2 separate regions of the Arabidopsis thaliana genome follow, and region 1 is linked to region 2. Evidence: chromatin contacts called from public targeted proximity ligation data. All regions are on one chromosome and are shown on one strand. The core of a region is the stretch at or near the end of the contact, and the rest is flanking DNA. Distances in the headings are between cores, read along the strand shown.

Evidence for each region.
Region 1: a contact with region 2 is called in a targeted proximity ligation map of shoot, with 10 read pairs. A contact is called at or near these places in 4 of 26 Hi-C or Micro-C datasets (callus and root), 1 of 2 datasets of targeted methods (shoot) and 1 of 3 other capture datasets (root).

What each region holds. Positions count from the first base shown.
Region 1 is chr1:19,735,459-19,739,296 of TAIR10.1, reverse strand. AtNug2 (GTP-binding family protein) reads right to left here and starts at 1,892. Exons shown (of 11, transcript NM_104176.4): 1 at 1,570-1,892; 2 at 1,351-1,484; 3 at 1,136-1,265; 4 at 891-1,054; 5 at 707-808; 6 at 503-607; 7 at 245-373; 8 at 19-159. The coding sequence starts at 1,804. It overlaps DD11 (downregulated in DIF1 11), which reads left to right and starts at 2,214. Exons shown (of 1, transcript NM_104175.2): 1 at 2,214-2,815. The coding sequence starts at 2,214. The coding sequence ends at 2,663.
Region 2 is chr1:19,683,290-19,686,911 of TAIR10.1, reverse strand. AT1G52870 (Peroxisomal membrane 22 kDa (Mpv17/PMP22) family protein) reads right to left here and starts at 1,367. Exons shown (of 6, transcript NM_104164.6): 1 at 595-1,367; 2 at 84-224. The coding sequence starts at 1,056. It overlaps AT1G52860 (a tRNA gene), which reads left to right and starts at 1,693; the gene lies at 1,693-1,778. It overlaps AT1G52855, which reads left to right and starts at 3,347. Exons shown (of 1, transcript NM_202282.2): 1 at 3,347-3,622. The coding sequence starts at 3,569.

The sequences.
Region 1 (3,838 bases), core at 643-3,142, 52 kb before region 2:
ATAATACAAGATACATACCACTCCCTTGAGAACAATATCTGTCTCGGTATCACGGCTCTGGTAAACAACTCCAGGACAATCAATCAAGAAAATCCTCTTAGTGAGTGTGATGTATTGCCAGACCTTAGTCTCTCCTGGAATTGGAGCAACCTTGCAAACCTAAAGAAGAGACAGAGGAAGGAGATATGTGAGCAATAGTAAATTGGCAATTAGGGATTCACTGAAGTAGCAAAGAAGTTCATACATTTTTAGTACGCAGCGTGTTGATAACTGATGATTTCCCAACATTCGGATACCCAACAAATCCCACAGATATGGCTTGCTTGTCACTCTTTAGACGAGCAAACTGCCTCAAAACTGAGAGAAGTGACCCCTGAAATCAGCCATCATTTGGTGAACATACATTAAGAAAATAACATAGGATGATAATAAGACTTCAAAAATATAAAATACAAGTCAATGATCAGAGGATCTTTAAGGAGATAAATTATCGATGAAGTACCTTTCCGAAAGACTTGTTAACACTTGCATGGAATGCTAGAGTTGGATATTCCTTTGATAATACTCTCAACCATCCTTTAGTGGCCCAAGCCGGAACCAGATCACACTTTAAGAAAAAGACACATTAAGATAACTAGTAAGCATCTTTCACACTAGGAACAGTCAACTTAAGCTAGCTGAGTTTCCAAATATGAAAACAACTAACCTTGTTCAATAATAGAATCATGTGTTTATGCTTGTGATGCTCTTTCAAAGTTTTCTCTAAATGATGACACCTAGTACCTTGTGGATCCCTAGCATCAATAACCTGTCACACGAAATACAAATAAGCCAGAGAAAGAAAACTACAAAATCTCTTTCATTAACTTGAACCGTGAATAGAAACATACCTGGACAATTACATCAGAGGAGTCTATGACTTTGTAAAGTTCCCCCCAAATACGCTTGCTCTGTCCCTTTTCAAACATAGTATGCCTCACAAGGTCTCTAAACCCGTCCTCTTCTTCTCCTCCTTCACCAGAAGGACCTGCCCCATTCTTCTCCTCAAATGCATCTTCAAAATGAACCAAAATGTCCCAAATGAATACATAATGCATCATTTTATTACAACAAGGTCAAAAATAGCCCAAATTACCCTGAGATTCAGCTGCCTTCTTCACCAAGGCTTCATAATCAGAAGCAACCAGCTTTGGTCGCTTTCTTTTAGTCTTCCTTCCAAAAGCATCTTGAAAGGGCTCCATGTCCAGCAAATGAACTCTCGATTGCTTAACAAAGAAACACCAAAACCAATCAAAAATCGAAACTTTAACACCTTTGATAATCTAAATTCAACAAAGTTAAAAAATTTACCTTCTTGTTATCAGTTAAAAGAGACATAGGCAACTTCCTCTCCTTCAAAATCACATTGTAATTACTAGACATCTTAGTCTGAAGCTCTTCTCTAAAGTACTCAAGCTCTTTCTGATTCACAACACGAGTGTTCCCTATACAATAACACATCAACAGAAAATCAGATGACTATGAAAATCAATTGAGTGACATAAATTCTCACGAAAATCTGAAACTCACCAAACCATCGTCGATCAGGTGCGATTCGTGAGTTGGGTAATTCCTTTGACTGGTACTCGTTGCTAAGGATTTTACCACCGGCGTTTCTCTTAGGTCTAGTCTTGTACATCTTAAGCCGGTTAACTGTGGATTTGGACCGGGTTTCGGTGGTTTTCTTTTTGCCATCAGCACGATTCGCATCGAGCGAATGCTTTGGTTTACCGGAAACATTCGCTTTCTTCTCCTTCTTCACCATCTCTGATTTTTGTTTTCCTTAACGGCGAACGATGGAAGAGAAGAAAGAAACAGAGGAGGAAGAAGAAACAGAGTGGCTTCGAGTGTTTTTGCTAGGGTTTGCTGTGAGTCTCCTCTTAAAATGGGCTTCAATGGTTTTGGCCCAAAAGGCCCATAGGCCCATAGGCCCATTATAACACAAAAGCCCCTTCTAAGTCTATGCATTTGGCGTGAACATGAAAAAATGTGTATAAACTGAAATGTGACTTAATTATTAATCAAGTAAGTAACATATGTAAACATGTCAAAAAAATCAAACAATCCTTTAATGACCAGAAACATAAAAAGCTAGTCGTTACTCGTTACAAATTAATAAACCATTAAAAGGCTACTTCGTTAAAGCTTTTCTTCTTCATTACAAGAAAAAGAAAATGGAGAAAGCAATTCTCATAACGTTTCTCATAGCCACCACATCGATGGTTTATCAAACTATTGGTCAAGAAGAAGAGATCAGTCCAATATCTCCTGAATCATTGGCATACGAACCCGCTGCAGCTTACGAGTACGACCACGAACTCCTAAGCCACATGACGACCCGGCGCATCAAATTTCTCCAAGATTGTTCGGATAAAATGAGCTCGAAATGCAATGTTGAGATGACGGAAGGATTGATCGACGACAAGCCCGTTTCGGAGGATTGTTGTGTGAACTTTTTGAAGATTGGAAGAGAATGTCACGAAGGATTGATGACTTTTGTGTTCGCCACTTATGAGCTAAAAGATGTTGCTTCTGCGATTCTTCCTAGGAGCAAACGGATGTGGAATAAATGTGTTGAGACCACTGCTGCTAAGATTGGTGCTCCTCTCGCTTTTGAAACTTGATTTTTAAGTTAATGATCATAAAAAGTTATATTTATCCAATTATACATACACTAGATCATAACCCGTGCTATACAGCACGGGCATTAATATTTTTCATGAATAAAATTGAATACTTTGTTTTAATTATCTAAGTGTAAAAGTGATGCTATAATATGTTTTACTTTTATTACTATTTGAATATAATGATTAATGTTGCATTAGATTGTCTTTGTTTTAAAATATCGTATTTATATTAAATATATAATATTTAGTTTATATTAAATGTGAAAATTTTGTATCCAAGCTATATTACGTATTTTATTTGGAAAGAAAAATGATTTGTTTGTTTGAGAACATATAGTTTTTGGCCCAACTTTGAATTTGTTTATGTATTGTGTGTTGGTTTTAGTCGTGGGCCTAATATGGTCTAATGAAGATATATAGGCTCTAGATTCTATTATGTCTAATTTAATTATTTACAAATTTAATAAATAAAAAACTATACCTAAAACTGAATGGAATGCTGACAAAAAAAAATTGTTTGGAAATTACATGACTTCCTATGACTGCGGCTTCTTACGACCATCAAAATCCAATAGCTCTATTTAAAGATTATACATGAAAGGTAAGTAGTATATTATATATTGCTGTTCGAGAATCCAATTACTCTATTTAAAGATTGAAAAAGCTACTTATATGTTTAAGACAGCTTAAGGTTTAACTTGTTATATTATCAAGTAAGTTCTCTTAAGAAGAACTCTAATCTGTTACAAATTTAAATGCAGGTTTGCACCAGCTGAAGCTTTTGGATTAGTGTAAATCTATATAAGAAGGACAAACTAAACATGAAGTAGCAGGCGACATCAACTTCAGATCCTAATATGTGTATAAAGGTTAGCACCTGATTCCTAAAATCTTATTTTGAATGGATGATGTTGACTGCGTCATGTATTTATATAGTAAAGAAATATTCAATCTCATATTCGAATATTAGACATAATCAGAGTAATAAAGAAATTAAAAAACCATAAGTTTCTTTCGAACTATAACATAGTTAAGAAAATCCAACAATTTTTTTTTACTAACTCTTATTCCATTTAACACGTCCTGACAGTGCTTGAGCATCTTTATTCCTTGATTTGATGCAACTAAATCTGAAAGATAGAATTTGTTAAATAATTTCATTAGTGCCAAAT
Region 2 (3,622 bases), core at 118-2,617:
GGACAGAAAGATCACAAATGTTATCAAAACGATTCAAATTCATAGCAACAGGGGAAAGAAGAGAAACAAAACAAAACAAAAACCTGAGCTATCCAATCTCCTACAGAGTAGACAACTCCACTAATGACCATTTTTGCTAGAACCGGGTTTTGCTTTAGCGCTTCTTCGTAAGCAATCCAGTTATGTTGAGGAGCATATCTTAGTATCTCAAACAGAGTCCATCCCTGAGATTGCAAAACCACAACAAACAAGTTCAAATACTCATACAAATCAAATCAAACATAGTACTCAAATAATATTGTAAACAGTGAAGACGAATAACTCAAAAATATCTAAGTCACAATCTTTGTGATGGAAAACAAAGGAGCATCAGGGAAAGTCACTCAAGCAACATCAAAGCCACAATCTTTGTGATGGAAACAAGAGAGCAATAGCACTAATCACTCCAAAAAACATCAAAGTCATAATCTTTGTGATGGAAACAAGTGAGCAATAGCACTAATCACTCAAGCAACATCAAAGTCACAATCTTTATGATTGAAACAATAATGCAATAGCACTAATTACTGAAGCAACATCAAATTCAATACTTACATGCCAATAATCATGATCGATGGTAAGCAATTTGGTAATAGCGTAAGAACCAGCAGCTAAAACAATCGTAGCGTTAATGGTTCGATCGATCATCTTCTCCATTTCTTCGTTCTCTCTTCTCTTTTCATCTCCTAAATCAGCTCCCGAAGAAGAAGAAGAAGGAAACCCTTCTAACGAAAGCTGACCTTCACTCGTCGCAGCACTAAAACCTACAACAACCGATTCATTACCATCAACCGCCGTCTCAGTGCTCATCACTACCACCGAACCTTCCTCATGGTCGGTCCGATCTCGGCTCTGAACCGGAATCAGGTCGATTTCGTCACGGATCAATGCGCACGAAACGCAATTCCTCTGTTTGTTTCTCAGTAGAATTTGGGAACGGTGAGGTTTTAGAGATGGTTTGGAGAGAGGAAGGAAGCTACGTGGTGAGATTGAAGTGTGGAGTGAAGCAGCAGCCATGGCGGAGACAGAGTTGACTCGGTGGTGACGACTCAGAGAGTCAGACTCGCTTCGGTTTCTCCGAGTTGGGGGAATTTGAAACGGACGTTATCTTATATTTGTGTGAGCCGTGAAGATTCCACCACGTAGCTTATGTTCCGCTACGGTTATATTACGGTGTTTGAACTAAATCTAACGGTTGTGATTCGTTTTTTGACTTATCAATATGTTTGACGTCGAAGATGAACGGCTACGATTAATAAATTCTGGAAAGTTTCGGTGTGATCGAGAAGTTCTTGTTTTAACCGAATAGAAGATTCTTCGGATTAGAGGATGAGAGTACTACTGTGTCCACAAGTACTCTTACAAGATTCTTCTCAATAATAATAATAATTATTTTTTGTTGTGCAAATGCTGAAAATATTTATGACCATAAGATTTTAAATAATATAATATCCTTAAATCAATATATGTGATAAAGATAAATAATAATATCCTTAAATCAATATCTGTATCATGAACCCAAAATTCAAAATTGGAGGTAAATGAGACTTTTATATTGTTTAAGGATATTATATTATTTAAAATCTTATGGTTATAAATAATAATGAGTTTGTTAACACTATATATAAATGTAAATGTCACGTTATTGCAATACCGACCTTAGCTCAGTTGGTAGAGCGGAAGACTGTAGTCTTTGACAGATAATCTTTAGGTCGCTGGTTCGATTCCGGCAGGTCGGATCTTTTTTATTTATTAAATTAATGTATCTCTCTCGTTTGGCCCAGTAAGGCCCAGCCCATCATTATGGTTATTAACTTAGCTAGTCTTTATTTTCGCAAGGATTTAACTATTTAACCATAGGCCATAGCAAATTAATAAATCTATCAACTCAATTACATCTGACAGGTTTGATGCGATGATACAAAAAATAAGGTAAACAATATTGATTTCAGAATATTGTTCAGTTTATGTGGTAGAACGAAGAAGATTAAACTAGTCCCAACTTTATAAGATTTACGAATTTAAACGAAATGTTTCTTGCCAGATAATTTTCAATCTTTTTGACCTAGACGCAAACTATTTTAACATAGATTGAGGTGACTGATTTATGTAATGCTGGAGAATTATCAATAAACACGTTAAATCAAGTGGTTGTAATAGTATAGTCATCGTTATTAATTGTATGTTAGGTTCAACGTTTTATATTTCCTAAATGATGATTTTTCTTTGAAAGCAAGCAACCATATTCATACAAAAAATATCGTCATTAATAGTTTATGGTCTTGTTTTATATATTTGTCTGCATATGACATAGTCATAGTCATTTATGGAAGAGAGGAGACTTAGGATGGGCAAAGATTCAAATTCAACATTTTCTAAATTAATTAGTACAGAAGCTATTGCCACAAACTGAATAACAAAACTAAAGTTCTCAACTATAATGATGCAGACATTTGCACAAGAAATTAAACCAATCATATTATCTCCATAACCATAAACCACTACTTGAAACACATTAGCTTAGAGACATTTTTTTCGTCTTCTTGATTTTAATATGATTGAAGTTTCGATTCTAAATTTATAATACATATTGTCCTAACCTTTTCAACATCTACATTGAATGTTTTAATAATATTCAACAATATAAAGTTTGCCATTACCTGCCCGGTTGCCGTTTATCACCGAAACTATATTGTACTATGAACTAATAAATGCAAATATTGTTGGTGAAATGAGGAAGAAAAAACACGTAACTAATCCATCAATAACAAAAGATTGAAAATTGAGGAGGAGAGTTTTTCTCATGACCCATGTTTCTGATAAGGGCAATGGCAATGACAATGACATACTCAACATCCAACTGTTTTGTCCACGTGTCTGCTACTCACACTTTCTTCATGACACAAAGCCTTTGCCGCTAAGGAAATTCATAATGTGACAATTAATACGGAGCTAGAGACTTTGTACCTACGTACCTCCTTTTCCCTATAATATTATTACATAACAAACTACAATTATTTTACGTTACAATGTAAGTATAAGTGTGTAACAGTGTAAGGAAGTAGAAAACTGAATTTTGTTTTGCAATCACTGTAAATGAGTAATATACTACACAACACAACAATTAATGTTAGTATTATCGCAAACTATATAAGAATGCAAGTACTAATTTACAAAAATATTTTTTAGCATTTTAGTTCATGTCAAAAGTATTATTTTATTTTTTCTGTATATATGTCCAAGACTCGAATCTCTCAAAATTATTTACTTCATTTATTTTTAAAACTCTCCCCACACGAGTGAATGATTTAAACTTTAATTCATTCCTCGTCCGTTTTTTTTGTTATTTATAGCCACAAAATTCCAGAACTCATAAAATCTGCAAAACCACATTAAAGAAAGAAAAAAAGAAGAAGACACAGAGAACATTCTTCCTTCTCTGATAACAAACCTGGTCGTATCCAAAAGAGAGTTTTCTTTTCTTCTCTGATTGGTCTACATATATCAGAGTTTTCTTCTTGAAGAAGATATGGTTTGTTTCTGTTTCTTGGTTGATCAGACAAGGAAAGTGAAACGGAGCAAA